3 separate regions of the Hordeum vulgare genome follow, and all the other regions are linked to region 1. The links are chromatin contacts, called in public Hi-C maps. All regions are on one chromosome and are shown on one strand. Each heading gives the region's core, a stretch centred on a gene start, on an enhancer-like site or on the middle of the called end of the contact. The rest is flanking DNA. Distances are from core to core; before and after follow the strand shown.

The links. Hi-C and Micro-C count contacts between places; a contact is called where the count stands out from the background.
Region 2: a contact with region 1 is called in a Hi-C map of leaf, with 1.8 times the contacts expected there. The contact joins the promoter of LOC123402712 here to the promoter of LOC123401440 in region 1. A contact is called at or near these places in 2 of 6 Hi-C or Micro-C datasets (leaf and seedling).
Region 3: a contact with region 1 is called in a Hi-C map of leaf, with 2.8 times the contacts expected there. The contact joins the promoter of LOC123401683 here to the promoter of LOC123401440 in region 1. A contact is called at or near these places in 4 of 6 Hi-C or Micro-C datasets (leaf and seedling) and 1 of 1 datasets of contacts at active chromatin or transcription factors (embryo).

The regions. Positions count from the first base shown.
Region 1 is chr6H:531,820,471-531,823,240 of MorexV3_pseudomolecules_assembly, forward strand. It overlaps LOC123401440 (26S proteasome regulatory subunit 7A-like), which reads left to right and starts at 1,342. Exons shown (of 10, transcript XM_045095256.1): 1 at 1,342-1,532; 2 at 2,062-2,143; 3 at 2,594-2,685. The coding sequence starts at 1,446. It overlaps LOC123401439 (pyrophosphate-energized membrane proton pump 3), which reads left to right. Exons shown (of 15, transcript XM_045095255.1): 14 at 1-66; 15 at 260-600. The coding sequence ends at 359.
Region 2 is chr6H:531,602,842-531,605,611 of MorexV3_pseudomolecules_assembly, forward strand. LOC123402712 (transcription termination factor MTERF4, chloroplastic) reads right to left here and starts at 1,356. Exons shown (of 3, transcript XM_045096665.1): 1 at 1-1,356. The coding sequence starts at 1,302.
Region 3 is chr6H:531,659,824-531,662,593 of MorexV3_pseudomolecules_assembly, forward strand. LOC123401683 (alpha-aminoadipic semialdehyde synthase) reads left to right here and starts at 1,381. Exons shown (of 24, transcript XM_045095532.1): 1 at 1,381-1,689; 2 at 1,789-1,875; 3 at 1,949-2,078; 4 at 2,241-2,414; 5 at 2,503-2,582. The coding sequence starts at 1,396. It overlaps LOC123401685 (a long non-coding RNA gene), which reads right to left. Exons shown (of 3, transcript XR_006611146.1): 2 at 2,546-2,594; 3 at 2,316-2,405.

The DNA of each region.
Region 1 (2,770 bases), core at 92-2,591:
CATCGAGACTGGTGCACTTGGTGGTAAAGGCAGTGAGGCTCACAAGGCTGCAATTACTGGTGATACGTAAGTTTCTCGTTTCACACTTGTGTGCCGCTGCTTTTGGTTTATTGAGCTGAGTTTCTACTATTGATCAACACATGCTAAACTGAATAGCAATGATCTTTTCGTATACATGTTATGTGACCTAGCACTGATTTTGTTCATTCTTAACGATCATGCGATCCGAAGTAACATTTACGAGTATGTTACGCTGCAGGGTTGGAGATCCATTCAAAGACACGGCGGGGCCTTCGATCCATGTTCTCATCAAGATGCTCGCCACGATCACACTGGTCATGGCTCCGATCTTTTTGTAATCATCGGTCGAGCTCGCAGTTAACCCCGCAGAGAAATATCTATGGTTATTGTAGATGAGGCATTAACGTGAATGGGATGTAATGATTCGCTTTTAGTATTGTTTTGCCACATTGAAAGGAGAGGTTCTGTGCTGCCCATTTTGATGGTGCCCGTATTTTACCGTTGCTATTTGGACAAAAGGATGCAGACGTTGGAGAATATATATGCTGTGACAGAGATTAGAATGGACTTGAAAATTCATATGCCTTGTATGCACAGATCTCTTAATTGTTTATATCCTTGAGATTTACTTTCTTTCCAAATACATCCTTTCAAAATATCGCGACCAGAGCACTAGCTGCAATGGAACGAAGCGCTAAGGGCATGTATAATGGTGCTATCTTAGATGTGTTATATAGGATAAATGATGAGGTGAAGGAAAGAGAACTCATAAGAAAATATTTGTCTTTTCTAATTTAAGAGAGAACAGATGATCTCCTCTTTTAGCATAATATGTCTCACCATATTTTTAGGAATAGTTAGTTATTGAAGATATAAGACTATGAAATGACCCATTATAAGACATTTTTTGTTGTTGTTTTTAAATTACATGCAAAATTTAAAATACAACCATCTTATCAACCATTATACATGCCGTAACACTATCTAGATGTTGTAATCTGTTAGTTTCACAAACCAATAACGTTGCGTTTCAAAACGGTCACCACACAAATCTTTGAGCAATAAAATTTTACAAACCAACATATCCAAGTGCTCTCGGTTCGAATTATCAATTTGAATCTACAGACGCCTCTCACCTGGCACTGGCAGTCATCAAATCAAAAAGAAAGAAAGGAAAAAAAAAAAGCAGCCTGCCAGACTTGCGTCGAAATACGAAATTTTGTCGGAATCCGTTTCCGTCCTGGGGACACGGGTTCTGGATATACGTATCCAACCCGGCCTGCCTTCTTCTTGGAGCAAAAGTTGATTACTACTAGTAGTAGCCAGCAGAGGGCAGGCCCAGCGCACCCAACAAGCCCGCAGTCTCGCCTCTCGCACACGCAGCCGAGCCAGACACCGCCAGCGCCCGCCGCCGAGAAGACGCCATGGCGCCGGAGCCGGAGGACGACATCATGGCGGAGAAGAACCCGCGCCCCCTCGACGAGGATGACATCGCGCTCCTCAAGACCTACGTGAGTGCCGCCGCGACCCCGTCGGATCTCCCCACGCCCCCTCGAATCTGCGTTTCCGTCTGGCGGCGATCTGCCCCCGTTCTGGGCGCGGCGCACGGGTTCGCGCCTGCGACCTACCGGCCTAGTCTAGGGTTCTCTTGGGGAAACAAACTGCCGTCGCCCTCTGTGGATTTGTAGGGGGGAGGGCCCGTTCTGTGAATTTGCGATCTGGTCTCGGGCTGGGCGCGGCCGGGTCTGCGCTCGCGGACAGCCTAGGGTTTTGGTTCCTGTCCTCCGGGGAAGCTGGTCGTCGCCTTCTGTGATTTTGTCGGGGGAGGCCCCGTGGCCTGTGTCTGGGTGTTTCGCAGTCCTATGTGGGAGGGCTGGTGATTCTGCTAGGGCTTTGATGCGGGCGACGGGGTGCTGTTTATTTTGTGCTGCTTGCCTCTTTTCTGCGGCGGAATTCGGGGTGCTTAGGCGAGATGTGGAGTGCTCTTTCTAGGGTTTCTGCTCAAGTTTGCTGATTCTGGCTGCCGTTGACACTTGACAGGGGCTTGGGCCATACTCCACGAGCATCAAGACGGCCGAGAAGGAGATCAAGGAGTTGGCCAAGAGGATCAATGACCTTTGTGGTGAGTAAGGACCTGGTAATCTCTTTGTTGGTTTGGCTCTAGAATTTGTTCCTGGGCTAGATAGAGACCAGTTGTCTGCACTTTGTTTTGTTGTTTCACACTTTCACTAGGCTTCAATCATATGATAAATATCGAGGCATGTACCTACTGAAGATAGTGTTTGTGGTTAGTAAGCGTGTTAAGTGGTTCAGAATTTAACGTGTATGAATGCACTTATCGCTTTGACAGACTCAACTAGTAAAACATTTGTTTGATGATACGGGCATCTGACTGCTGCTCTTGCTTGCAATGTTCTCCCTGTTTGGTTCGTGTTTTAGAATTTTTGTTTTAGCGGTTTCATGAACATTCAGAATGTACGATTAACTTTCGAACTTCCATACAACTGTGCAGCTGGAGGGTAAACATTTTTAATTTGCTTGCCTGACCCATTATGCACTTATTAAATCTCAGGGATAAAGGAGTCTGATACTGGGCTAGCTCCACCTAGCCAGTGGGATCTAGTGTCAGACAAACAGATGATGCAGGAGGAGCAGCCACTGCAAGTATGTTACCTGGCCCAAAGTTTTCTTACTACTTCTCAATTTTACAGTTGTGGTTTAGCATGCATAATTGTTGGGGGTCTAAGTT
Region 2 (2,770 bases), core at 106-2,605, 220 kb before region 1:
CAGAAGTTCACTTATTGGCCGCTTCAGCTCGCTCTTGAAGAAGTAAAAACTGTTCTTCATGAGCTCATTCCGCAGCAAAAGAATCTGTGGGCACCGGATCAACATGCGCCCAATATCATCATCGGTGATTCCCCGTCCGCGAAGGAACTCCACAGGCTTAAGTATCACATTCTGATGCAAGCTCACAAGCTGTGGCAACTTCTCAACAGCGCGAGCGAACCCATCAGGGTCAATTTTGAGCTTCAAGTTGAAGAAGTACTGCTGTGCCGCTAGCTTCACCTTCAGAGGCAACCCAAGGATGGATGGGTACTGCGCAATCATGAGTGGCAGCACCTCCTTCCGAATGCCGAAGCTGAGTAATGCCTCGACATTTGGTTTGACCGTCTCCTCAAGATCATATCCAAGAATGTATGGCCGCTTCTCAATAATCCTCGCGAGAATCCTCATCGGCAGCCCCAGAGATGTGATGTAATCGCAGAAGGGCTTGATCGTGGTGCCAACACGCATGCTAAGGAAGAAGGGATAGTGCGTCACCATGGGGCCAATGTCACGCGGCGCGACGCCGAGGATGCCGACGAGGTAGGCGACGGAGGTGCTGATGGTGCCGTCGGGCTTGAGGCCGAGGACGTCGGGGTAGCGCTCGAGGACGCGGGGGATGTCCTGGCGGTCGACGTCGAGGCCGCGGAGCGCCTTGACGATGGGGGCGAGGTCGACGGCGACGGAGGCGTGGAGGCAGGCCGGGTAGGCGCGGACGAAGGCGGCGAGGCGGGCGCGCGTGACCCCGAGCTTCTCGAGGTAGGAGAGGACGGGGATGACGTTCTTGCGGAGGGAGCAGGCGAGGAGGAACGGGTAGGCGGAGAGGTCGTCGGTGGAGAGGCCGAGGCGGAGGAGGAAGTCGAGGCGCTCCTGCAGCACGTCGAGGGAGGAGGGGAGCTCGACGGCCTCGAGCTCGCCCGCGGGGTCGGTGACGCCGGCCGAGCGGAGGAAGTCGAGGGCGAGCACGCGGGACACGAGCCGCTCCCTGCGGCCCTGGATCACGCCCCACGTCACCGACGGCATCTGGTACTCCGGCGGCGTGGACGACGACGGCTTGGAGGCGAGCGGCGCGAGGAGGAGGAGGCGGGCGGGGAGCGAGCCGTCCCCCGCGGCCGCGGGGCCGAGGCGGCGGAGGGCCGCGCGGGCGAGCGGGAGCATGGCTGCGGCGGCGCGCCGGGGAGAGAGTGGCGGCTGTGGGGTTTGCGGTGCTTTCCTCTCATGGGCCGCGCCGGAATGGGGGTATAGTTCTTCTGTTGTGGGCCGCATACAGCCGCGTATGGGCTCGCTGTTATTCCATTCCGCTGGGCTGGTGCAGGCCGCAGCAGCAGCGCTTTCTTTTTCCTCCAGAGCCTCTTATAATGGGCCTCGACTTATAATGCATGATTTCTTGTGCATCATCATGTGTTTGGGCCATCTCCCGTTTGGACACTGCTCGTGTTTTTTGTTTTTTTTGATAACAGAATATGAGTACGGTTGTGAGTGTGATCGATCGGTTTGTTGGTTCGTCTCTGTAGTCTATCTCTCTGTCGCGATCATGCAGAATCACAAGGCACATTTGATTCCTCACCCTTTTCAGGGAACGACTCTTTTGCATTTTGGCCTCTGCTTTCTGGCCGAGAGAGGTCGCCGTCGCCGCCGACGTGCCATGCATTTTGTGTACGCACGTTTGCTACGAGCTGGATCGATGGGTACGTATACGTTGAACTATCTGAAGTGAACTTACCATCGATGGAGAGAGCGAGCGAGAGTCGCCGGCAACCGGCGCACGGCCTCGTTCGTCGGATCGATCCGGCCGGTTGCGTGTGGCATCTATAGCAGGTAGCCTATACTAAGCTAAGTCGTCCCTTTCCTCTTGACCTTTGTGCACCTATGCACGCCTCCTGGGCGGCGACGATAGATAAGCCATTGTCAATATCTGTCTTGTCAAATTCCTTTATAGGCAGCGGTACTTTGATGATATCCTTTTAGTGAATACTACTGGTATAGACATGTTGCCAAGTCATGAAGCCGATCCTGTGCCACGGTGTCCACATTGGTTTTTTTTCCCTTAGGTTGATCGTAATGGGAGTGCCATAGCTAATATCATGCATGACAACTAAGCAGTTTTAATGAGGTGGCATAGAATTAAATGAAGAAAGAGAGGGTTGAGTATCATATCATGATACCGTATCATATTAAATGTTGTGCTACTATGTGTCATGCATGTCAATAAATGACATATCCTATGATACTAACATGTGATACTATGCATTACGGGTGTAGTATCATGCACTAGTATCATATGCCTGATACTAGTACTATGATACTAACCATTACAACTAGCCTTAGGCCCTCCAATATGTAACAGATGCCGAATTACTAAAAAAGGTGTCGCGTGAGTTATGACTTCCAATGATATAAAATATAAAATATAATTGTGGCCAAAGTTTTCATGACACCAATGATATAAAATATCATTGGAAGTTATAACTCATATGTTTATCGTGGGAAGAAAATTAGTTTATCGTTGGATTCTATCTTTTTCATGACACAAATGATATAAAATATCGCTGGAAATTATAACTCATATGTTTATCGTGGGAAGAAAATTAGTTTATCGTTGGATTCTACCTTTTTCATGACACCAATGATATAAAATATCGTTGGAAGTTAAATGCGCGATGCCAAATAGAGAAGGAAGCATTTAGGAGATGTAACTAAATGCACGATAAAATATGAGCTATATGTGTGTTTA
Region 3 (2,770 bases), core at 131-2,630, 160 kb before region 1:
GAAACCCCATTTCATCATACTCGGTATCCCCTACTGTACTATATTCGTGCCCAAATTGTGCTGTTCTTCCGTCACCCAGCTCTCGGCCGATATATGTGTACTCCTCCTCGTCCACCAGCAGCCGCTCCTCCCCATTCCCAGGAACTTTCACGTGCGCGTGCGCCATTGATTGTTTCCTCCCGTCCTCCTCGCCTCGCCTCGCCGTGTGAAGCTCTCCGCGCCGTCGCCGCGCCGCTATCCGAGATTCCCAGGTACGCGCGGCCAACCCAGCCAAGCTTTCTTTCCCATAGATTTTCCGCCGATCGTGGCTTGGGCTTCAGTTTCCGTGGGTTCGGGACGGGCACCGGCGCCGAGGTTTCCGGCTGCGGTGCCGATGAACATCACCGGGGGCAGGCGGGGCAGGCAACGGTGGCCGGTGAACATCGATGCGCATTTGCTCGCGGCGCCGGACCGCCGGGCCGGAGCCTGCGTGCTCACGAGGCACACGCCGGGTTAGGCGGCGGTTAGGAGGAGCACGCAAGAAAGGCAGACGGACGGACGCCGGGACAAGCGTGAGGCCGCTGATGTAGCTCACCTGCCGCGTGGCTGCCACTGGCCGCGCGCGTGTCGCCGCGGTGCCGGTGGATGGATGGGCCGCTTGAAAACGACGGGCATGCTGCCGTCTGGCCAAGCACCACTTCAATCATGTCGCCAAAATCAATGGCACTTTTTCTGGGTTGTGACCTGTGAATCTGTGATCCTGCTTTGCTTTGGACCTTCGATTGTTCAACTGAATATTACACACGGCCGTGCGATGATGCTCTGCTTTACATACGATACAAGGAGTAGCTTCTGGCTGGATAACTGTAAATTTCACTACACGGTCAATCATTTTTTGTACTATAAAATTTACTACTCTGGTTGTCTAGCTAGTGGCATCTGACAGCTACCTCGAGCCAGCAAAAGAGAGTGTTGGCCCAAGATTCTTATTTTTATTTTTATAAATGAAGAAGTACCTTTCAGGTGGCTAGTAACTCATTGCTCTACCTGGCACGTACCTTTCCTTGAAAAATAAACACACGTATTTTATTTTCATTCATGTGAACATGACTATTTTTACACATGTTTGACAAATGAACAACATAAAAGTAACACATACTCTCGATTAACCACCACTAATCTGCAATGTGGTATTTGTCGAGAATTCTATCCTTATGACAGGAAATCTAACTGCACTCTGAATTGTGGTAACCTGAATGTCAGGTGCTCTGCTCATTTTCAGGAGCAATCGGTGGCAGGTTCATGATCGTCGCGCCTTAATCGCGCTCATCCTCTATGGGGTCCGAGACCACTGAAGTGCGTTGCTCGATCTCTTTGGTGTTGTTATGTCCAGTTTTGTGATAATTTCTGACAATAATGGCATGTTTGTTCATTCTCACTCAGCAGAGACACGACACCTTGCTGGGCAATGGGGTCATCGGCATTCTCGCCGAGACTGTCAATATGTGGGAGAGGAGGGCGCCCTTAACTCCTTCCCATTGTGCTCGCCTTGTGCTCGGAGGAGGCAGGAGCAAATCCGGTGTGAACCGGATCATCGTGCAGCCAAGCACAAAGAGGATACACCATGATGCTCAGTATGAGGATGCTGGGTGCGAGATTTCAGACGATCTGTCCGAGTGTGGCCTCATTGTAGGCATCAAGCAACCAAAGGTAACATTGCAACCAATTAGGCTAGATACTCCAGTTGACTTTGATTTACAGTCTGTATCACAGTTGTGAAAACGTTTTGAGAGGTGTTTCCTTGTGCAGCTGGAGATGATTCTTCCAGATAGGGCATATGCATTCTTCTCACACACCCACAAGGCCCAGAAAGAAAATATGCCGCTGTTAGATAAGGTAGTTACCATATTGCGCGTACACATTTCTGAGGACAAAATGGTGCGCTAAACTGCTGGTTCATATTTTTCAGATCATGGAAGAAAGGGTATCCTTGTTTGATTATGAGCTGATTGTTGACGACGATGGGAAAAGAATGCTGGCATTTGGGAAGTTTGCTGGTAGAGCTGGGCTGATAGATTTCTTACATGGCCTTGGACAGCGTAAGAACACTTTTGTCATTTCTCAGCTCATATTCTGACTTAATGTTATTATGCCTGGGATGCTCCGATTTCCTATCTGGTCTTATCATGAAGGGCAACTTGTTCTGTCGTAAGCAACTGTTAGTTATTCATTCTGATAAAGCATTTCACTTGCAATTTCAGGATATTTGAGCCTTGGATACTCGACCCCGTTTCTGTCTCTGGGGCAATCCCATATGTATCCTTCGCTCGCTGCAGCGAAGGCTGCAGTCATCGCCATTGGTGAAGAGATCGCAACATACGGACTCCCATCTGGAATTTGTCCAATTGTATTTGCATTCACCGGATCTGGAAATGGTAATTCCAGTGTTAACTTTCATTGCCTTCACATCCAGGTTACTGGTTGCAGCACACTTACTCACATTTATAACTTCATATGTCACAGTTTCGCAGGGTGCGCAAGAGATATTCAAGCTATTGCCACATACCTTCGTTGACGCGGAGAAACTTCCCGAGCTCTTTGCGGTATTACTCCTTCTGCACCAGAAGTTTCACATTTAAGTATATAGATAACGGTTACTTTCGTGAGTTTTGTTTTGTCCCCATTGAAATGAACGAAATCTCTGCCACCTGCCGATGCGTTATCTATGCTAGCAAATTTGGTTACTGAGTGGTTATGGGTGGGTATTTGATTGTTATTTTTGCAACTATAG